6 separate regions of the Mus musculus genome follow, and all the other regions are linked to region 1. The links are chromatin contacts, called in public HiCAR-type, HiChIP or PLAC-seq and promoter capture Hi-C maps. All regions are on one chromosome and are shown on one strand. Each heading gives the region's core, a stretch centred on a gene start, on an enhancer-like site or on the middle of the called end of the contact. The rest is flanking DNA. Distances are from core to core; before and after follow the strand shown. Region 1 holds the start of Rhbdd1 (rhomboid domain containing 1). Region 2 has its middle 520 kb from the start of Nyap2. Region 3 has its middle 510 kb from the start of Mir6344. Region 4 has its middle 410 kb from the start of Mir6344. Region 5 has its middle 390 kb from the start of Mir6344. Region 6 holds the start of Agfg1 (ArfGAP with FG repeats 1).

Region 1 (3,106 bases), core at 195-2,694:
GATGTAGCTCTGACTGGACTCCAAACTTAGGATATCTCTTGCCTCAGCCTCCTGAGCATTGCTGTTACAGGTGTGAGACATCCATAACTATCCTGTATCTAAATTTTTACTATTCATAAGTAGTTGGGATAAAAGTCTTTGCAGCAGTCATAAAATCATGCACTCCAACTGCTCTCTAACCCTACACCTCGTCCTTCCTCCACGACCTGTGCGCTTTCTTCATGCAGGTCTAGTAACTTCTCTTGGAGTGTTTTGTATGGGTTATTGCTACCCACTTGTTTTCACATGTCAACACTTAGTACTATGAAGTCACAGTTAAATGATTCGGTCAAGATTCCAGATCTAGAAAATACCTCACCTTACTCTAACCTCATTATGTATAAAATTCCATAACGAGTGAGTACTTTTTACGCTGTTATTCGTCGAACTCAGTACCCGGAAGTGCTAGAATGGACCGAAAGGCTTGCTCAAAGGGGTATGACACTAAAATCTGTACTGCCAACAATTCCCTCAGAAGATGCTGTTGATGGAGAGCAAACCCAGGACCAAGGCAGGAGCACTTGCTCTCCTGGAATGTACCAGAACACTAGAAGATCCGAAGCAGAATCAGTAATAGAAGCAGGAAGAAGGTAAATGAGGTTAGGACGTTGGGATGAAAAGTAGAGGGGGAAAAAAAAAAAAAAACAAAAAACCTGGCACCATGCCCCCCCCCCCAAAGAAAACCTGGTGTCATGAAGCTACTGAAAGGGACTTTTATAAATGAGTCTGACAACTGAATCTTAACCGTGCAATAATTAGATATTACAGTTGTTATTGTTGTTGTTGTTGTTTTAAATAATGCCTGTTTTGGAAAAACGGAAAGGCATGTGTGAAAAGAGAAGAGGTGAAGTCCCTCGGGTGTATGTCTGTCCTCTATTCTGTGGTACAGACAGCCTTACAGAGGTTAGGATGGGTCTGTGTGTTTGAGACAGAAGTGGCCGCCCCCCCAACCACCTGCCACTGCAAGCTCTGTGCAAGCTGATGCAACTTCGCCTCAAACTTCCTGAAGTCGGAGGAACCTCGCAAAAGCCTATCCGGGCAGCCTAGATCTCCATGAGCCAGGGAAGCGGTACCGGTGCGACTGCCCCTGCGACCCCATCCCGGCCGGCCGGAGGGGAGAAGAAGACCCGGACCCGGCGGGCCGGCTCCTCCGCCCGGTCCCTAAGCAGCACTTCCGCCCAGCGGACCCTGGCTGGCCCCATAGCAGCGCTTCCGCCCGGCCCGCAGCGGCCCGGATCTCAGCCCCGGCCCCGCCATCCGTGGTCCCGGGAAGCCGCAACACACGCCGCACAAAAGCGATGCCATACACTCAGCTGAAGAGACGCGGAAACTCACTCTCTCTAAGACCCGCTTGCGTCCTCACGTACTCCCGCGCTCGTGCGTCACTACGTCTGGACGCCGAATCCGGAGACTCAACTTCCGGCACGGACGCCGATTCCGCAGGCTCCACTTCCGGCGGCCTAGGGAAAGGAGCGGCAGTCTGCGCATGCTCCGTGCTTCGTACTGCCTTTTCGGCTTCCTCTAGCTAATGCGTAGCGCTCATCCTATTCAACCCTTAGCAACAAGGGTGTCGGTGTGCTTTTACAGCCATAACTAACTAATAATCACTTACCACGCGCACAGCGCATGAGTCGCCTATGGCCAGCTCCCTCAAGGCCAAAGTTTCTTCCCGGTGCAGTGTAGTCTACCAAGTGGACGGTGGAGACAGTAGCTGTTCCCAATGGGCCTCAGGAGAGCTGCTTATCCCAGAAAGTAGGCCGGCGAAACAGGGCCACGGTGTACATTTCATTCCCCAAGCACAAACACGAGGCCACACTGCTTAGCCTGTTTACTGCTTTAAGGGCTCGTGAGAAAAGGTTTTTGTGACTTAGGTCGTTTGATGCAATTTTCTCCTTCTAACGTGGAACCAGTTTCATGGGCAGCTTCTTCTAAAGGCAATGCTGCATTTGTGTCCTACAAGAAAACGATGTTTGGTGTAATTATTTTTCTAGTAATTAGAGGAGAGCTCCACCTTTTCAAGGCATGAATTGGGTGCAGGTATATTTACCAAAAGGCTTAGTAGCCACGTCTAGTTAGCATATTAAAAACTTCCCAGTCCCCCAAAAGTTAATCTTCTATTGTATAACAGAAGAAATTCTCCTAAAAAATTTTCCCTTGTAGTTGGAATTTGAATGAAAATTTCCCACACTATTAGGAGATATAGATGAGAATTTCAAGTGACAAAATTCTTAGCAAATTCAAGAATGAATTCTTATAATTTAACCCCTTTCAGGTATAAAAAAAAGTGGGGGGGTATGTAAGTCCAAGACTGACATTGCGAAACTGCATTCCTGGAAATGGAACCCAAGTGAGTAGGGGGAACTAAATTGCATGTAGAAATATATCTCCTTAGGAAGAAAACATGAATGCAATTTCTCAAAAGGAGAGGTCTCTATTTGTTCTTCCCACCAATTCTATGCATCCATTCCATTAATATACTCTTGCTTTATATTCTCTGTCAGTCTACCCCTTTCTATACTTACACTGTTTTTGTTATTATCTTGTTTTTAAGTGCAGAAGTGACTTTAAAAGAGCCGCAAATCAAGTCTCAAATCAGTAATCTCAAAAAAAATGCAATTGTAAATAGACAGGGCTTAGGAATGTTCTTGGGGAGCAGGCTGTGATGGTGAACACTAATGACCCCACAGTTTGAAGGTAGAGACAGGAAGATTGGGAGTTCAAGGACAGCCTCAGCTATATAACTTCAAGACCAGCTTAGTCTATATGACATCCTGAATCATAAAAAGTAAAGAAAAAAAACATTTTAATCCTATTTTAAATATGAGTAAAATGTTTCATTGGCATATAAGAGGACAGAGAAAAACCATTTTTTTAATGACCTCACCAGACATAGGGGCAAACACCTGTAATCTCTCCACTTGGAAAATAGATGCAAGAATATCAGGAGTTCCCATTATCTGGGTAATAATTTCCTAGCCTAAACTTTAATAGAGGGACAGTCAGAATTCTTACATGTAAACAAAGCTTAAAATTACTAAAGACTCAAAGCCAGACTAAGTCCTCTAAC
Region 2 (3,106 bases), core at 420-2,919, 720 kb after region 1:
GAGGTAAGGTTTCCTATCTGTGTTCTATCGGTCATGAAAGTTTGATCACACAAATTCGATGTCATTTTAATTACAATTGAGTGGAAGCTACTTCTCACAAGTTGTCTTCAATATCAATTAGATTTATTTAATTCTGAGATTAGTATGAGCTTATCTGTAAAAGGCCATCATATGCATCCCTTTACAGACACAACAAAGCCTTTAAAGAAAAAAAAAAGTGGATTCTCATTACTTTGTTAGCATGTTGGTGCTCCGAGCAAATGAAAGTTCTCGGATGCAGAGCATCCCTGATGAAGAGCATCCTCTGCAGGCTTCCCCTGCCCCCCGGAACCCTTGACTTCCTGACAAACACTTTGCAGAGAAGGAAAAATACCAAGGCTTCTTCTTGGCTTTGATTTCTCTGCAGCAGGATGCCTTAGACGGAATGTGCTCTCCAAGTGTACAAGGAACTTTCACGGGGGTCGGGGGTGGGGCATCGCTGAGGACCTGCTTTCTGCTCTCCTCTCTTTGCATCTTAGGGATGCAATCTAAACTACCCTTGAAGGGATGGCAGTGACATCTCTCTGAAGTTCCCCTAAACAGGAATTCTGGGAAAGTCCTCTCAGGACCAACAAGAGTGTTCCTACAATGGGCATCCTCCAGATAACACTGGTTTCTCAGTATTGAGAACCCAAGGACCGGCTCTCTGAGTATGTGTTTGTTTCAGGAGCAAAGGCACCCCTACTCCCCACCCCCTACCCCCACCCCACTCCAGTTTTCTGCTGTCTGTCAGCTCTCTTAGCCTCTTCATTCCTCCCTTCTGTCTAGACCCAGGGGACCAGAAAGGAGACTGTGGCAGTCTCTAAGAATACAGTATAACAGGTAAAGCTATTTGTTTGGTTAATTTCTCTCAGTTCAGTTAGGTCGTTTGGTCATCATCATGGTACTCTTGTATTTTATAAAGAACTGCCAGCTCCCAACAACACTCTCTTTCTTCCCACTGGAAACAGAAATATGTCCTCTTCAGGAATTTTCCACTTAACAGCCCTGGCTTCCCCAGCTGTAGCCTCACACACCAACCTGCAATGCTGTATTTATTTCCACTGCAGTTTGTCGGTTTTCGTCTTTCTTTCTTTCTTTCTTTCTTTCTTTCTTTCTTTCTTTCTTTCTTTCTTTCTTTCTTTCTTTCTTTCTTTCTTTCTTTCTTTCTTATCCAGCACAATGAGTGGTATTCAGTCATTTTAAAGCCACTCAACCACCCCCTACATCTTAGCTCTTTTTAAAATAATGCATACTTTCGAACAATGTCAGGGAGAGCCAGAAGCTTTTAAGCGACATTACAGTTAATTAGTTATGTCGCCATCACAGAATCATCAGCATTCTGGTCGTCAACTCTCCCCTCTTCTTCCCTCCCCTCCCCATTCTACCCCATAATTTTCTCATCCCAGACCCCTTTCCTGTCCTGTAAATACATTAAAGACAAACCTCACGGTCCATATTCTTTTCTCCCAATTGTTTACTTTTGCAAATTATTTCACTTGAGCAATATTTACAAACTATACAACAGGCCTGACGCGATGATAAGAGAGGAGACAGATTGCTTATAATCTCCGCTATAAACCAGGAAGAGAGCTTGCAAATGTGTTCCCAGCCCTGCATCAGCAAAGGCTTGCAGCTGAGCCCGATCTCAGCGCCACTCCCCACCACTCAAACGCTGACTGCAAAATTGGGGGCCCCTAATGCCAGCCCAAGGAGTTCCTGGGAGGGAGGAGGCATCCCAAGTCTCTAGTCAATGCAGGGAAACGAGGGCATTTAGGGGAGATCAGTTGCTGGTTAAGTTACAGGGACATGATGCTAGCCTTCTCTGATGAAGATTGTAGGATCCGTGACCACAAAAGCCTGCAGTGCGGAGCTCTGCGGAGTCTGCGACTAGCAGAAGGAGGAGGAGCCAGGAGGAGCCTCCCCAGTCTGGCAGGGTGGTAGCTTCTCAGACAGTCTGGCCTAGGGGCGTCACAGGAGCACAGCTGAGTGTCTGTAGAAGGAACTAGAATTTCGAAGATATAGAGAGGGGGGAAGAAGAGAGGAGTTTGTTCAAGCTGGGAGGGCGGGCCCCAGGGGGCGTATGCAACAAAAGAAGAAATAGATTGCAGCCTTGCGGGACACCTAGGGTATTTCTTTCAGGGGGCATTACTTCCACTTTTAGGCAGGAACAAGAGCTGGGAGGCAAACAGCAGCACAAGCTGACAGCTCCAAGGTGATCAAAGGGGACAGAATGAATGTCTTGCTCTCAGAGCTATTTATTACAAAGAGAGGGGTGCTCCTGGCCACGCTGAAGGGGAGAGGGATTAAGATCAACTAGAAAGAGACCGGCCTGTGCCTGGCTCCTTTATGTAGGAGCGGAAAATGGGCATGTATATTTTAATATATGGATATTTAAGTGTAGTTGCATTTGAAGAATGGTATTCAGTACAGGTTTAGTCCTCTCCATGGACACCACACACACACACACACACACACACACACACACACACACACACACACACCAGCAGCAGCAGCAGCAGAAGCACCACCCCACCACCATCACCACCACCTCCACTACCACCTATATGATATCCTTATGACTATAGAGGAAAATTCTACCTCCCACTCCCAAATGTTACTGTACTTATTAAACCGTCTCAGCATCCTAAAATGAATGGCCCAGGACTGGGACATTTTTATCCAGACACACCCCCAAAGGGACACTAGCTAACTTTCTTGGGTGTAATTAACCTTAAGCATCAAGTACACACACACACACCACACACACACACACACACACACACACACACACACACACACACACACTTCCGTGATTTGGGGAGAATCTGTCTTTTTCTAAGGGCAACAGAGCAAGGTGTAAAAATACCCTTCTATATTTTAGACAAGAAATGCCTACCTATCCAGGAGGCCTGTATGTGGGTCCTCCTTAACATTTGGGCAGAGCTCTATATGCCTTGCAAACTTCAGCATGAGGCTTGGTCCCACAACAAAGGCATGGGAAGCAAAGAGACTTCCTGGGCATTAGGTGCAGTCTCCAGAAATACAACGTAGCTGTCTAAAAAGTCTTGCCTGATGTGGAACACAC
Region 3 (3,106 bases), core at 333-2,832, 690 kb after region 1:
CATTTTACAAACTAACTTTGCCTTCACTGTTAGGGATTAAAGGCATGTACTACAGGAATACAGAATACTATGTCTGTATTGTAATCCAGGGCATGACTGCATTCTAGCTGATCATATGTTTGGATGTGATCCCTTGCCAGAGCAGCCATGTTGCTGGATTAAAGTTCCTCTAAAGAACTTGGCAAAAACATATTCAGTAAAAAAGTAAAAAAAAAAAAAAAAAAAAAAAAAAAAAAAAAGGAAAGAAAAGAGAAAATAATAGAAATCCTTCATCTCTGCATTGCCCCACTTATGTTGCTAATAATTCACCTTAAAACATATAATGTGATACAATGCTTGTTATCACAATGCTTAACTTGATGTTTTTCAGAATTCTAGTAAATATACACATTTATGTTCATTGAAGCAAAGATTGCTGGTGTTTGAAAACTGACATATGTAAGGGTAGATGTGAAGACACTATAGGGATAATTCAAGTTGATTTCTGAGCTGGTTCAAATTATTTTAAAATTATATGTGAGAAGCTCATAACTCTCTTTTCAACATCAAATTTCCATTCATTGAAAGATGGAATAATTAGCCAAGGGTGAATTATGTGGAACAACTGAACTTGTCAAAATAAAAACATCTTCTGTCATGAATAAAATAGTACACCTTCCCATGGAGAACTCATTGGAAATCACACATTCTGGAGTTAGAAAGGAGGTATTGCCATTATCTCTGTCTCTATCTTTATTTCTCTCTATAGGTAATATAAATCTATCTACATCTCATCTATATATCTATACAGATAAATATCTATAATCTCATTGTTGACTTTTGTGATTGTAGAATAATAAATATTCTGCACGACTTAACATATTTCAATCTAAGTGCATTTTGTATATATACTCTAGATCATTAGCAGGGAGATCTCTGTATCTCTGTCTCTCTTCCCTCTTTCACTGTGTATGTATGTAGGTATGTATCTATGTAAGTAAAGATATAGATGCATACATACATAGATACATAGGTAGAGAGTGAGAAGAAATGAGAATTTTAGGAAAGAATAACAAATATCTATGGCTACATTATAGGTAAAAGTGAGGCTTTTAATGTGTGTGTGTGTGTGTGTGTGTGTGTGTGTGTTTATGTATGTATGCTCACACACATGTGCATATATAACATGAAGATATATGAGCCAGTTAACTGTTTTGAAACTGAGTACTTTAGCTTTGTATTGAAGTGGCATGCCAATCCTATTGATTGCTGAATAAAACTGTACTGCATAGATCACTTTGGTTTATGTTAGTTGAAAGGGTTCATTTTCAATGAAAACTTTCTTGTTATTCTGAACAAATGCATTTTTATATTAAGACACACTGGATCAAAGGTATTTGACACTGCTGACTTTTAGCCACCAGTTACTAAACTGCAAACCAGATCTCCCCAGGAGCTATGCTTTGGACTTTTAGGGGGAACAATGTTTTCTGTCTACCTTGCTGATGGCACTTTCTCTTGGCCACGTCCGCACACATGCCACACACTCAACCATCCATAAAGGTGAGTCAAAGTCTCCTGTGCTTCTCTGTACTATGTCCCTTGCTGAATCATACCCTTGCTGAATCATACCCTTGCCGTGTGTATATCTGAACGGCAGCAGTTACTCTCATTGTTGCTTCTTTAATGATTATAGAATAAGTGAATGCTATGCACTAATCCCCACATTCCATTCTCCTGTGTTTTGTATATTGACTTTAGGTCATTAGCAGGCACCCCTAAATACTATTACTGCTTCTCTTTTTAGACATGCAGCCTCCAGCCTCCATATCTAGATGCAGGCACTATCACTTTTCCTTTCTAAAACTGGACAGACTGTCTCATAGAAAAGCTAAGTAAGTTTCACATAGGGCACACAGGCTATGTGACAGAGATGATGAAACTCAGACATCATGTTTAATAATTCCCTGTCCTTAGTACTACACTGTGAAGCCATGATCTTGTGCAGTCCTTGCTATTACTGGTACACAGTCACCTAAGTCTTCAGATGTAACCTGTATAAAGGTTTTGATTTGACTCTTGGCATTCTTTTCCTATACAAATCTATTAAAGGAATATTCTCTTGAAAACTATTTATTTTCAGTGATATGGCAATTTGACTTTATGTCTATGAGTGTGTGTGTGTGTGTGTGTGTGTGTGTGTGTGTGTGTGTGTGTGCTGTGAAAGTGTTTTCCCTTGGTGTCTGAGTGTCTGTGATGATGATATTGGTGAGCACTAGGAAAACTGCCTTCTATGTACATAAAAAATTCTAATAAACAATGCAGCCAAAGTGCTAAAGGATGTCTACTCTTTTGTAGCCTGCACTCAGATGCAAGAACTTAAACATTATCTTAGGACATTAGCGCTTACAGCCAACTACGCTGCCAAGTTCAGCAAATACTTGCTCAAAATACCCAATATATTTGCCACAGAGGATTGCAGATATACGGAATTTGAAGCAATGTTTTGCCCAATGTGCTATGGTTGAAATATAGATGTCTCCTCCAAAAAGGTATGTTGAGAATTAATCAGTATTATAATGATATTATTAAAATAATTTTTAAAATCTGTTTTTCCTCCCCAGTCCTGCTCCCAGAATGATGACTCTGAGACTAATTAGTTATTATTTAATGCCTAGGACATAAGCTTTTTCTCATTCCCTGACTAGATCGTAGCTTATTTAACCCATTTAACTATTCTATGTCTGCCACTTCAGTCTACCTTTCTCCTCTTCTCTTCTCAATGTCTCTCTGAGTCCCTCTGCAGTTTATGTCTGTCTTCTATCTCGGCTCCCATCTCATTCCGTTCCCATCTCTCAGTCCTTAAGCTCTCTTTAAGCCTCTCTTTATCGCTTACTATTTCCCAGAATCCTCTCTTCCTGCCAGTATCCCACCTCCTATTTCCTGTCTTAGCTCATTGGCCATCAGCTTTCGTATTGACAGGTGATGTTTATAAGAGAGTCTCCTTATATGACATTAAGATCCACGGTAATTATCTTTTTTGTTTTGTTTTTGATTTTGTTTTTTTTGCAACTCATAAATCATCCCAAAATTTTCAAATTTAAACTAGGTAAAAAGTTTACCTAGA
Region 4 (3,106 bases), core at 240-2,739, 600 kb after region 1:
TCTATACTTTGTAAAAATTCCATTGGTTGTAGATGAGTGGGTACATCTGTGTTCTCTATTCTGTTTCATTGATTTATGCATCTGTTTTTGAGCCAGTGCCATACTGCTTTTGTTGCTACATCTCTTCAGTATAACTTACAATCAAGTATGTTGATACATCTGAGCATTAATTTCAAAATTGCTTTGTCTATCCTGGTCTTTATGACTTCCAAATGAATTTGTTTTGTTTTTGGTTTTGTTTGTTTGTTTGTTTGTTTGTTTTCTGTAAAACTTGACCTTGGGATTCTGAAGTAGATTGCACTAAATCTTAAATTGCTCTTGGCTTTTTGTTATTGTTTTTTGTTTTGTCCAATGTACCTTACTTACAGATGACTTACAGGATGTGGTCCAGCTAACCCCAAAATGGCTAGCTATGAAGAGAAAGTCCAACAATTCAGTAGTTGCTTAGTCAATAAGGCTGGATGTCTCAGCTGGTCTTCAGTATATGCTGGAATCCCAAAGAAGTAGGCTCTAATGCCAGTGATAGAATGGCCTTATTAGCAAGGCGAGGACAAGCATGCAAAGATCAAAAGCATCTTTTTTTTTCCATGTCTTCATACGGGCTTACAGCAAAAGATATGGCCGAGATTGAATCTGGATTAATGGAGTGTCTTTCTACCTCAAAGATCCAGATTAGAAATGAATTTTCCTACTTAAAATTAAGCAAAAGTCCCTCACAAATATCCCTACATATGTGTTATCTCCACTTTGTTTAGCTCCAAATGTGGTCTAATTAATAAAATAGGGAACCTTAGGTATTCTTAACTGTATAATAATAGTTATATAATTTTACAGAAAACACCAATAATTTTTTTAGTGACCACCAATGTTTAAGAGCATGACACATAAGATAATTAATCCAAGCTCAGAATGTGTGTTCAGAAAGTACTAAAGGAGTGGGATTGTCAGGAGTATATTAAATATTAATAGAGGATCTTTAGTGCGTGACAGAACCATAAAGCCATGGAAGTTTTTTGTGTTACTTGGAAATGGAACTTACTTTGGGTAAACTTTTGATCCAATGACAAGGGACTATTTTATTGGTAACAGCTACTTTCACTATGACATTCAGACAACATGGGTCAGTGGTATGTGTCGGGACAACAAACATCATCTGCCTTAAATAGGATCCTTGGCAATAGTTTTCCAAATGAAATTTCCTGAAAGGCCTTTTCTGTCTTCAGCATTCAGGGATAAAGAAGGAGCCATTTCAGAGTCAGCGGCCTAAGCAGTACCACAGAGGTAAACAAGTGTAGAATTCAAATTCCAAAAGATTTACAGCTTATGACTTAAAGGAGAAGAAAAAAAGAGAGAAAGAAAACAAATTGCCTTTGAAATCCCCAAAAGAACTATCTCCTCCCTAAGTTAAATTTACCTTTGAATTTAAAAACAGAAAAGGCCAGACTGAGCCCAACTGAACATCCAATCAAAGAAGTTACTGTTTTACAAGCTGTGAAGCCCACATTCCTGGCATTCCTCTCTAAATACACAAGACCCTTGAGACACCTTTGTGTAGCCTCCAACCTTTCATGAATTTCAAATAAAACACAGATCTCTTTCAAGCACACCCTTGAATATTTACATATAAACAGGTCATATTCCCAGATGTAAGACCTGACTCTGCTGAGACAACTGGGAATGAATTTTTATTTACTTTTTCATATTTGAAAAGACAAGAAATAGATTTCCAGATATTCTCAGAGCAAAATTTTCTCACCGTATTTTTTTTTAAATAGTCTTTCATTCCTTTAGGAAATGAGCTTGAAAGTATTCTGTCTGTAATGATAGACAAGCAAAAAGAAAAAACAAGATCCTTTCACCTTTTGTATTCTGTTTCCTAATAAAAAAGAACACTAATTGCTTTAGATTATGATGTCCATATTTAAACAATCTAGTGAACTATATTGAAATTCAATTTAATAATAAAACTATCACCAACTCAGAGATATACAACTTCATAGTAGTTCACAAATTATTGATGAACACAGCTATACAGGTATATAATATTATATAAAAATGGACTGTAGTGATTAAAATCAATTAAACAGTACTAGAAAATAAGTAGAGGTTAGGAGGAGAAAATCAGTGTGGACCACAGAGCTAAATAAAACATGGCTGAAGCAGTTTGGGTAAGAGCAGACAGGTAGGTGCAGTTCACAGAGCACTGGAATAAAACAAAGAGGCTTTCTGGGTAAGAGCAAACCTGGAAAAAGCTGGGCCTCTCTAGGGGCCTATAACTAAAGCAGATTAGCTGGAGTAAATGTTTTATGCAACTTAGGAAAAGAGAAGAAACCAATATAAACTTAATGTTGACCATACAGAATTCATGGAGCATAATTGTCATTTTCTGTTCCACCATGCCTTCTTCTTTGGAAAATTTACTTCCCTACTTAACTTGGATCTTAGACTGGGTGATGTCTGTTTGCATCAGAAAACCTACAAAAGCCCTCGAATGGACAGGTAGAATCTTGGTTCAGAAATTAGAATTAAGTATGCAAAGTTCAAAGCGGGTTTAACGTTTCACCCAGGAGAGGGAGGTATGATTGTCCACACTGCTTGTGTCCTCTAGCTTACTGAGCTCTGATTCTGACCAGCATCAGAAAGGATGTGGGAACTAGAGCAGAAGTGATGAGCAGATGCAAGCGTTTCTTGATTGCTATTGTTCTAAGATGAGCTTGGCAGGCATGTCAAGCTCCTGCCTAATCGTCTCTACTCCAGTGCTTCAGAGGTTCTCATGGACCCTGTGATTCGAAACAACCATGAAGGCCACCATATTCTCCTTCATCCTTAAAACTGTCCCACTTTCACAGAGACTCCTATTGGATCCCCATCACTCCTCTATGTGGTCATAATTTATTGAGGGTTTGGAAGACTCCCCTTAATTTAGAAGTAATTATGAAAGAAACAAAACATAGCTATTTTGGCGCTTGTTTTCAATATAAGATCTCACCAGAAAGCCTTGACTGCCCCTTAACTCACTATGTTTCCTGATTGGTCTCAAACTCAAGGCTATCCGCCTATCTCTGCTAGGATTACAAGAGTGCACCGTCAAATCCTACCAAAGTCT
Region 5 (3,106 bases), core at 417-2,916, 580 kb after region 1:
GGAATCACAAGGCACACACCGTGGCTTCTTTTCCTTTACTGAAATAACTTTCTATCAACTCACCTGTGATGCCTGGGTGCCCTGTTGTACAATTATGCTCCCAAATTAGAGTTTATTTTTTAGAATTCTGTCATGTATTTGTTTTTATACATTCTTAAGGTTTTCACTGTGAATTTGGGAAAACAGTTATGTGAATTTATATACATAGAAATGATCTTCTCTATGAAAACATACTTTGACTTTGTCTTTCGTTTCCCATTTTTGTGGAAACGTAAATGCTATTGTAATTTAATATAAAACTACACATTAAATATAATTATGATTTACACACACACAAAAAAACCCTATACTAAAACATGTTATCTTCATGAGGTCAGCAATTCTCACTAAACAAAGCTTATGGTAACTGATGTTCTTTGTCAGTCTGATGGCATCTAAGATCTCCTAGGCAATAAACCTCTGGGCAAGTCCAGGATAGAGGTTAACTGAAGTGGGAAAGCCCATCCTAAATGTGGGCAACACCATTTGATAAGCTGGGTGCCTGGAGTGAATAAAAAGAAGAGAGCTAAGCCACCAGTATTCATGAGTTATTTCTTGACTGCAGATTCCATGTAACCAGCTGCCTCCAGGCCTGCTGCCTTGACTTCTCTGCTCTGATGGACTATATCATCAACCTGTGAGCCAAAATCCTTCCTTCTTTGGTCCAGTATGTTGTAACAGCAATGAGTAAATAATGCAGAGCTTCACTTTTCCTTGTGTCTTAGCCTCTTTCTCTCCTACTTTTGATCACACAGGGCACCATTATTTTCATTCTTGATTACATGGCAGATCTTGTTTAAACAGAAACCGTAAGCTCCTAGCTGGTGCAGATTGTATCTTATCTATCTGTGTGAATTGGTGCTTTTGTTTACCCCCTTGCCTAACGCAGCAGAGTCTCAGACACACAGCATGTGTGCTTGCTTAATGTTGCCTAAATGTCCAAATGCAAACTTGGTTATGATGGTTTCTATAAAGGTTGGGAGAAGGAAGGCATCCTTGTGCCCTGTTAAAGGGACCTTGAAAGAGAGCCATTTAGAAGACATCATCTGAAACTCAGATACTCATTTTCTCTGAAGGCCTTGTCTTTCCTTAAACTCTGTCTTTCTCATCCATTTCTTATCCCCTTGGTCAGGAAAGGCATACTGTGAGTGAAGCATCATGTGCAGTTCCTGTAGAACAGCATCCTCTATGTTTCCGAAGCTGGCGATCATGCGACACTGTACCTATTGCTTCATATTTATGAGGAAACGAAGACTCACACTCACTTTACTCTAAAACAAAATCAAGTCTGGCATACTGGTGCCACAGGCAGGATGAAAAGAGCATGGCATTTTCAAGTAGCAGGTTGTTATTATTACTTTGGCTTTCTTGAAGTTATGTGTTTTCCTTCAGTCCATCTTCCTCCTCTAATCTTACAAACACATAGGCAAACCGATAAAGCCCTAAGCACATTTTAAAGTCCTTAAAACAAGCATGTGAGGGAAGTATTACCAAATCCTTGCTTCATCAGGCAGAAAGAAAGCCTCAGAGAAGTTAAGTGACAGCCAAATGGTGCACAGCTAGGAGGCAAAGTTAGAATCTGAGCTCATTCATTCAGAATCTAGCATCTGTACTCATACCTACTATGACAAACTGTTGCTTCTTTGAAAGTTGGCTGTATTTGTATGAAGGGAAAGTATTTTTAGGGAAGAGAGCTAGGCAGCTGACTCAGAGGATCCTTGGAGCTGCGCCATACAAGGATAAGGCAGTATGACAAATAATCACTTCTCTCCTAGTGTAACATCCTATCCAACTCTTGGATGTCCATGTGATTTGTTCCTTGGGTAATATAACTGGATAGTTTCTAAAGAAACTAAATGGCTTCCTAACCTTGGAGAAATTACCCCACTTCTGCCTATGATGAGGATTGCTATGGCCCCTGGCCTGAATGCCCCAGGAGTTTACGTCTGGATGTTCTTGTATCCTAAAACTACCTTAATGTTGTTTTATTGTATTCTTCATGCTTATAAAAAAGAGTTTCATAGATTAAAATTACTAAAAAGTTATACATTTATATGCTTACTTAATATATACCTTATATATTTTTCCTGTAAAAATCAAGCCTCATAAAAATACATATGAGGTATAAGAGAAGCTGGAAATCACCTGAGATAAAAGAGGTGTTCTATTGTGATGGTCTCAGAGAAGGAAATCTCTCAGGGTGAAATTCAGTAACCCCTCATTTCTGACACATGTCTCTTGAGGTGCTCCCATTCAATGGGGACGTACTCTGTGAAGTGCCGAGTGCTGAAAGGTACCTCTGTCTCATGGGGCGTCTGGAATGAGGCTCAATAGAAATTTTCATTCCAGTTGAATGGAAAACACAAAAGGGAGTGTTTTATGGGACTCAAAAGCCTGGCAAAGATGGATTGATTATGTGTGCAAATGGCCTGGGAATGCCTGTTTTTCCTACTACTGGTTTCCTGCAAAGGTCCTGGAAATTACTATCTCACTATTTGCTTTTAAATACAGTTTTAAAATCCCAGCATGAAGCGTCCTCCAATCAAACATCCATGGACATCCGTATGCCCTTTATGGTTTTTTAAATGTGCAGTTATCTCTCTATCTAAATAACTATCTAGCTAATAAATGTCTAAGAGATAGTACTATGCCTTCTTTGACTAAAATATTATGATTTTCCTTTTCTTTGTGAATTCATGTTTCTAAAGGCAATCATTAACGTCTGGGGGAAGTTACTATGTTCCTTGGAATATGTTTGTTACATCTGTGGTGTGAAATGAATCCATTTCTGACTCCTAAAATATTTCGTTTTCTGAGATTCTTTGACACCACAGTGTGACTAAATAAATTACTCTTTGTGTATAGCCCGGTTCCCATAGTTGTATTACTTAAAATTTTCCCACTTTTATTTTCACTGGGAGAAATTTTTATGAAGATCAAATTCATTATTTTGTTGGCTGTATGTATCTTCATTGTATATGAACTGTCTTAACAATGCCACTTTGCCCTCAACAAAATAAAAGCAACAGTGGATGAGAGACATCTACTGTGTAGCTTTGTGATGTGG
Region 6 (3,106 bases), core at 375-2,874, 520 kb before region 1:
CAAAAACTGAATAGGAACCACCCAAAATAATGTTATACTCATGAAGAACCAAAGATGCCTCCTTGCCCAAATTCAAAATGGAAGGGTGTCTGGGGGAATAGTGAATTATTGGCCATGTCAACATCCTTCAACTTTTTACAAAATTTCCTACGTGTTATGTACATTGCTATTAATATAATAAAAAATTTTGGGAGGGCCCAGGAAAAGGTTCAGCCTGTAAAAGTGAACCCAGGTATACAAAACATGCACACGTGTCCCCACACTGCGACATGCACGGTAATATTTTTTAAGACCCAAGGAATATTAACTACCAGATCATTAAAAATGCATTGAATTCAAGATAACCAGAAAATAATTGCATCTAATCAGTTCCAGAGTCACCTGCAACCTTTCCAAGTGAAATTTCACAAGAACAAAAATTCCCATCACAACACAGCTTAAACAGAGAGGCCTAGACATGCCATCTGAGTAATTTCAGGCGGTCACCTCCATCTCCTTTCTCAATATTGTCTTCCCAGTCCCCATTTCTCCAGACAGATAGGACACTTGGGTTCTGATACAGAAATCTCATCGAGCTCCATCCTTATTTTGAAGCGCACAACTCCTGATTACCCTTTTCCAGTAAAACTTTCCCCAACTGAGGACACTTGGAGCCATGCAGCCACAACCCTCGTGCTTTTGCTGCCTCCCCGCCTCACGTAATTAATCCTCTAGGGAGAACTTTTCTCCTGGGATTCACACCTCAGCCATCAAGACCTATTAACGCCCCCCGCCCGCCCCCAACACGCCCCAGCTACCTGAGTGCTGTGGACCGGAGGAAGATCCCCAGCTTTCTGCGTCCCTGCTCTCACCCTCCCCACCAGCTCCGCGGCACCGAGCAGAGGCCGGGCCCCCCAACCACGGAGCTGCGGGTCGCACAAAGGCCCCGCACCGCCCTCCCGGGGATGCTCCCCGCCTGCGCCCCCCGAGGCGCGGCCACGCCCGCTGAGCGGCGGGAAGCCGGGATGCTCCGCCGGGCCGGCCGCTGGCTGACCCCGACCCCACCCACGCCCCACCCACGCCGGCCACCCCAAGGCTGGACCCTCGCCCGGCCAAAGAGCAAGAGCATCTCCGGCCCCCAAGGCCTAGGCTGGCCGCATCCCCAACGGGCCCCGCCGCCACGGCCCGGTACCCACGACCCCCGTCCGCACTCACAGGCTGCCGGAGCAGGAGGTGCACACGAACGAGCCGACCGTCATGTTCACGTAGGTGGGGCCGCGCTGGTCGCAGTCGAAACACTTGCGGTTGTGCGGCAGCCCCGTCATGTCCCGCAGCATCTTCAGGTGCTTCTCCTCCTGCTTCCGCTTCGCGCTGGCCGCCATGGCCGCGGCTCCGACCGAGGAGGCCGGCAGGGCCGGGAGCCGGCGGCGCTGCCGGGGCCCCGCGCTCCCTTCCCACGGGCCGCCCTGGCCGCCGCCGCCTCCGCCCTCGCGGACTCCGGTCTCGGCCTCCGCTCGGCTCCGCCGGGCAGGACAAGGCGAGGAAGCTGCGCAGCACGCGCCGACCGGTCACACCAACCGGCCGGGCGGGACAACCGCCACCGCCGCCGCTGCCACCTTCCCGACTTCTCCTAAGGGGGAAAGACGAGGTGGGGGGCGGGGGGAGCGGCAAGAGGAGACCGGCCTCGGGCAGCCGGGGGCCAAGTGCAGGCTGGCGCCCTCTGCTGGCCGGGAGGAGTCACTGCGGCCACGCTGCGGCAAGGGTCGGAGCTGGGCGGGGTAGAGAAGACACAATGGTGTCAATAAATTACAGCCCTTATCCGCTGGGTGCCTGTACGTGCAAAGAGCTTCGTGTAAGCAGGCTATCTTCCTCCAGGCAGAAATGTTCCCGGCAGCTTCCCGCTGCTTTAGGAGACACTCCAAATTCTTCCCTTACAGAATCTAGCCTAGTCGCCTTCTTCCAAGTCATCCCCATTCACTCCGCTACTCTAGACTTAAATTTGTATGGTGCACTGGGATAAATTTACGACGGTATTTACCTGCCGAAGCCAGAGTTCCAACATAGTCCAACTGCAACACCCACCTTTTGAGGCTGCAGGAAATCACTGCTAGCCCCTAAGACACTGGTTCGGGTGGGGGTGGGGGTGTTGAACAACCCTCTCAGAGGGGTCACCTAAGACCATCGGGGAACACAATTTACATTACTATTCATAACAGTAGCAAAATTACAGGTATGGAGTACCAATGGAAATAATTTTGTGGTGGGGGGTCACCACAACGTGAGGAACTGTATTAAAGGGTCGCAGCAGCATTAGGAAGGTAGAGAACTCCTGCGGTAAGGTATGAGAAACCATCTGTACCTTCATTTCTCAAAGGAGTGTGGGGAGGCTCAAAAACTGAGTTACCGAATACTGTCCCAGCCCCCACTGCAAATGGAGTAGTTTTCACAAGAGGAGAATTCAAGTTTCCTAGCTGAAAATGCTGAGTCAGCCCCGGGGAACCATCGGGTTAACTTAACATTATTATAATAGTAAATGGCATTATTATTAAAGGGGGGCAGATAGGATGGCTAGTGTTTCTGAACTGTTTCCTACATGAGAAATTTAACTATCCCTAGGATCCAGAGTTCATCTTCAACAACTATCAGCTCATGTCTCTTCTTGCTTTATTGATCCCCTTGCCCAATATCATATTTATCTTAAAATAAACCCACTTATTACTAATATATATATATATATATTTCAGGACTGAGACTGTAGCTCAAAGGCAGAGTGGTTACTATGTATAGGCAGGCCCTGGTTTTATCCCTAGCCCAAGAAAAGTAAAAACTCCCTCTTCCTCTCCCCCTTTTCCTTCCCCCCTCCCTCCCCCTCCCTCTCTCTCTCTCTCTCTCTCTCTCTCTCTCTCTCTCTCTCTCTCTCTCATCTCTCCTTTTCTTTCCTCCCCTCCCTCTCATGTAACTACAGTACAGCTAGCATACAGAGAAAGTTAGGACTAATTCTTTGACAGTCATCAAATGTCCTGCCGCTGTTGAAGTTAGTGCTCAGATCATTATTTTTTTTTAATTACTACTTTCCCTTGACCGGTTAGTGTACAACTGTAGTCAGGTATTGACAGTCCAAGAATGG

The links. HiCAR-type assays count read pairs that join an accessible place to other places. HiChIP or PLAC-seq counts read pairs in DNA pulled down with a chosen protein or histone mark. Capture Hi-C pulls out chosen DNA fragments and counts their contacts.
Region 2: a contact with region 1 is called in an H3K27ac HiChIP or PLAC-seq map of SST interneurons, with 11 times the contacts expected there. The contact joins the enhancer-like site here to the promoter of Rhbdd1 in region 1. A contact is called at or near these places in 3 of 39 promoter capture datasets (cranial neural crest, frontonasal cranial neural crest and maxillary cranial neural crest), 1 of 484 Hi-C or Micro-C datasets (stem cell-derived neural stem cells), 7 of 115 datasets of contacts at active chromatin or transcription factors (SST interneurons, embryonic basal ganglia, embryonic stem cells and 3 more) and 1 of 9 other capture datasets (embryonic stem cells).
Region 3: a contact with region 1 is called in a FOXA1 HiChIP or PLAC-seq map of pancreatic cancer cells. The contact joins the enhancer-like site here to the promoter of Rhbdd1 in region 1. A contact is called at or near these places in 2 of 39 promoter capture datasets (cranial neural crest and frontonasal cranial neural crest) and 6 of 115 datasets of contacts at active chromatin or transcription factors (acute myeloid leukemia, embryonic limb bud, embryonic stem cells and 3 more).
Region 4: an H3K27ac HiChIP or PLAC-seq map of embryonic stem cells shows a contact between it and region 1, with 6 times the contacts expected there. The contact joins the enhancer-like site here to the promoter of Rhbdd1 in region 1. A contact is called at or near these places in 1 of 39 promoter capture datasets (cranial neural crest) and 5 of 115 datasets of contacts at active chromatin or transcription factors (acute myeloid leukemia, astrocytes, embryonic stem cells and 1 more).
Region 5: a HiCAR-type map of fibro-adipogenic progenitors shows a contact between it and region 1, with 4 times the contacts expected there. The contact joins the enhancer-like site here to the promoter of Rhbdd1 in region 1. A contact is called at or near these places in 2 of 39 promoter capture datasets (cranial neural crest and maxillary cranial neural crest), 1 of 484 Hi-C or Micro-C datasets (muscle stem cells) and 5 of 115 datasets of contacts at active chromatin or transcription factors (embryonic fibroblasts, embryonic stem cells, fibro-adipogenic progenitors and 2 more).
Region 6: a promoter capture Hi-C map of liver shows a contact between it and region 1. The contact joins the promoter of Agfg1 here to the promoter of Rhbdd1 in region 1. A contact is called at or near these places in 1 of 39 promoter capture datasets (neutrophils), 1 of 484 Hi-C or Micro-C datasets (CD4 T cells), 2 of 115 datasets of contacts at active chromatin or transcription factors (memory CD8 T cells and pancreatic cancer cells) and 1 of 9 other capture datasets (liver).

The regions. Positions count from the first base shown.
Region 1 is chr1:82,314,917-82,318,022 of GRCm38.p6, reverse strand. It overlaps Rhbdd1 (rhomboid domain containing 1), which reads right to left and starts at 1,444. Exons shown (of 7, transcript NM_029777.3): 1 at 1,375-1,444.
Region 2 is chr1:81,592,609-81,595,714 of GRCm38.p6, reverse strand. No RefSeq gene overlaps it. Among named protein-coding and RNA genes, the nearest start is that of Nyap2, 520 kb to the right of the region's middle. Within about 2 kb of position 1,669, at least 153 of the 459 cell types and tissues checked have an H3K27ac peak or open chromatin away from gene starts, as enhancers often do. A contact at or near this core is called in SST interneurons, embryonic basal ganglia and stem cell-derived neural stem cells, where this site is marked.
Region 3 is chr1:81,622,792-81,625,897 of GRCm38.p6, reverse strand. No RefSeq gene overlaps it. Among named protein-coding and RNA genes, the nearest start is that of Mir6344, 510 kb to the left of the region's middle. Within about 2 kb of position 1,582, at least 14 of the 459 cell types and tissues checked have an H3K27ac peak or open chromatin away from gene starts, as enhancers often do. A contact at or near this core is called in pancreatic cancer cells, where this site is marked.
Region 4 is chr1:81,716,839-81,719,944 of GRCm38.p6, reverse strand. No RefSeq gene overlaps it. Among named protein-coding and RNA genes, the nearest start is that of Mir6344, 410 kb to the left of the region's middle. Within about 2 kb of position 1,489, at least 28 of the 459 cell types and tissues checked have an H3K27ac peak or open chromatin away from gene starts, as enhancers often do. A contact at or near this core is called in embryonic stem cells, where this site is marked.
Region 5 is chr1:81,738,816-81,741,921 of GRCm38.p6, reverse strand. It overlaps the pseudogene Gm5530. Among named protein-coding and RNA genes, the nearest start is that of Mir6344, 390 kb to the left of the region's middle. Within about 2 kb of position 1,666, at least 37 of the 459 cell types and tissues checked have an H3K27ac peak or open chromatin away from gene starts, as enhancers often do. A contact at or near this core is called in embryonic fibroblasts, fibro-adipogenic progenitors and muscle stem cells, where this site is marked.
Region 6 is chr1:82,837,978-82,841,083 of GRCm38.p6, reverse strand. It overlaps Agfg1 (ArfGAP with FG repeats 1), which reads right to left and starts at 1,624. Exons shown (of 13, transcript NM_001368850.1): 1 at 1,195-1,624. The coding sequence starts at 1,361.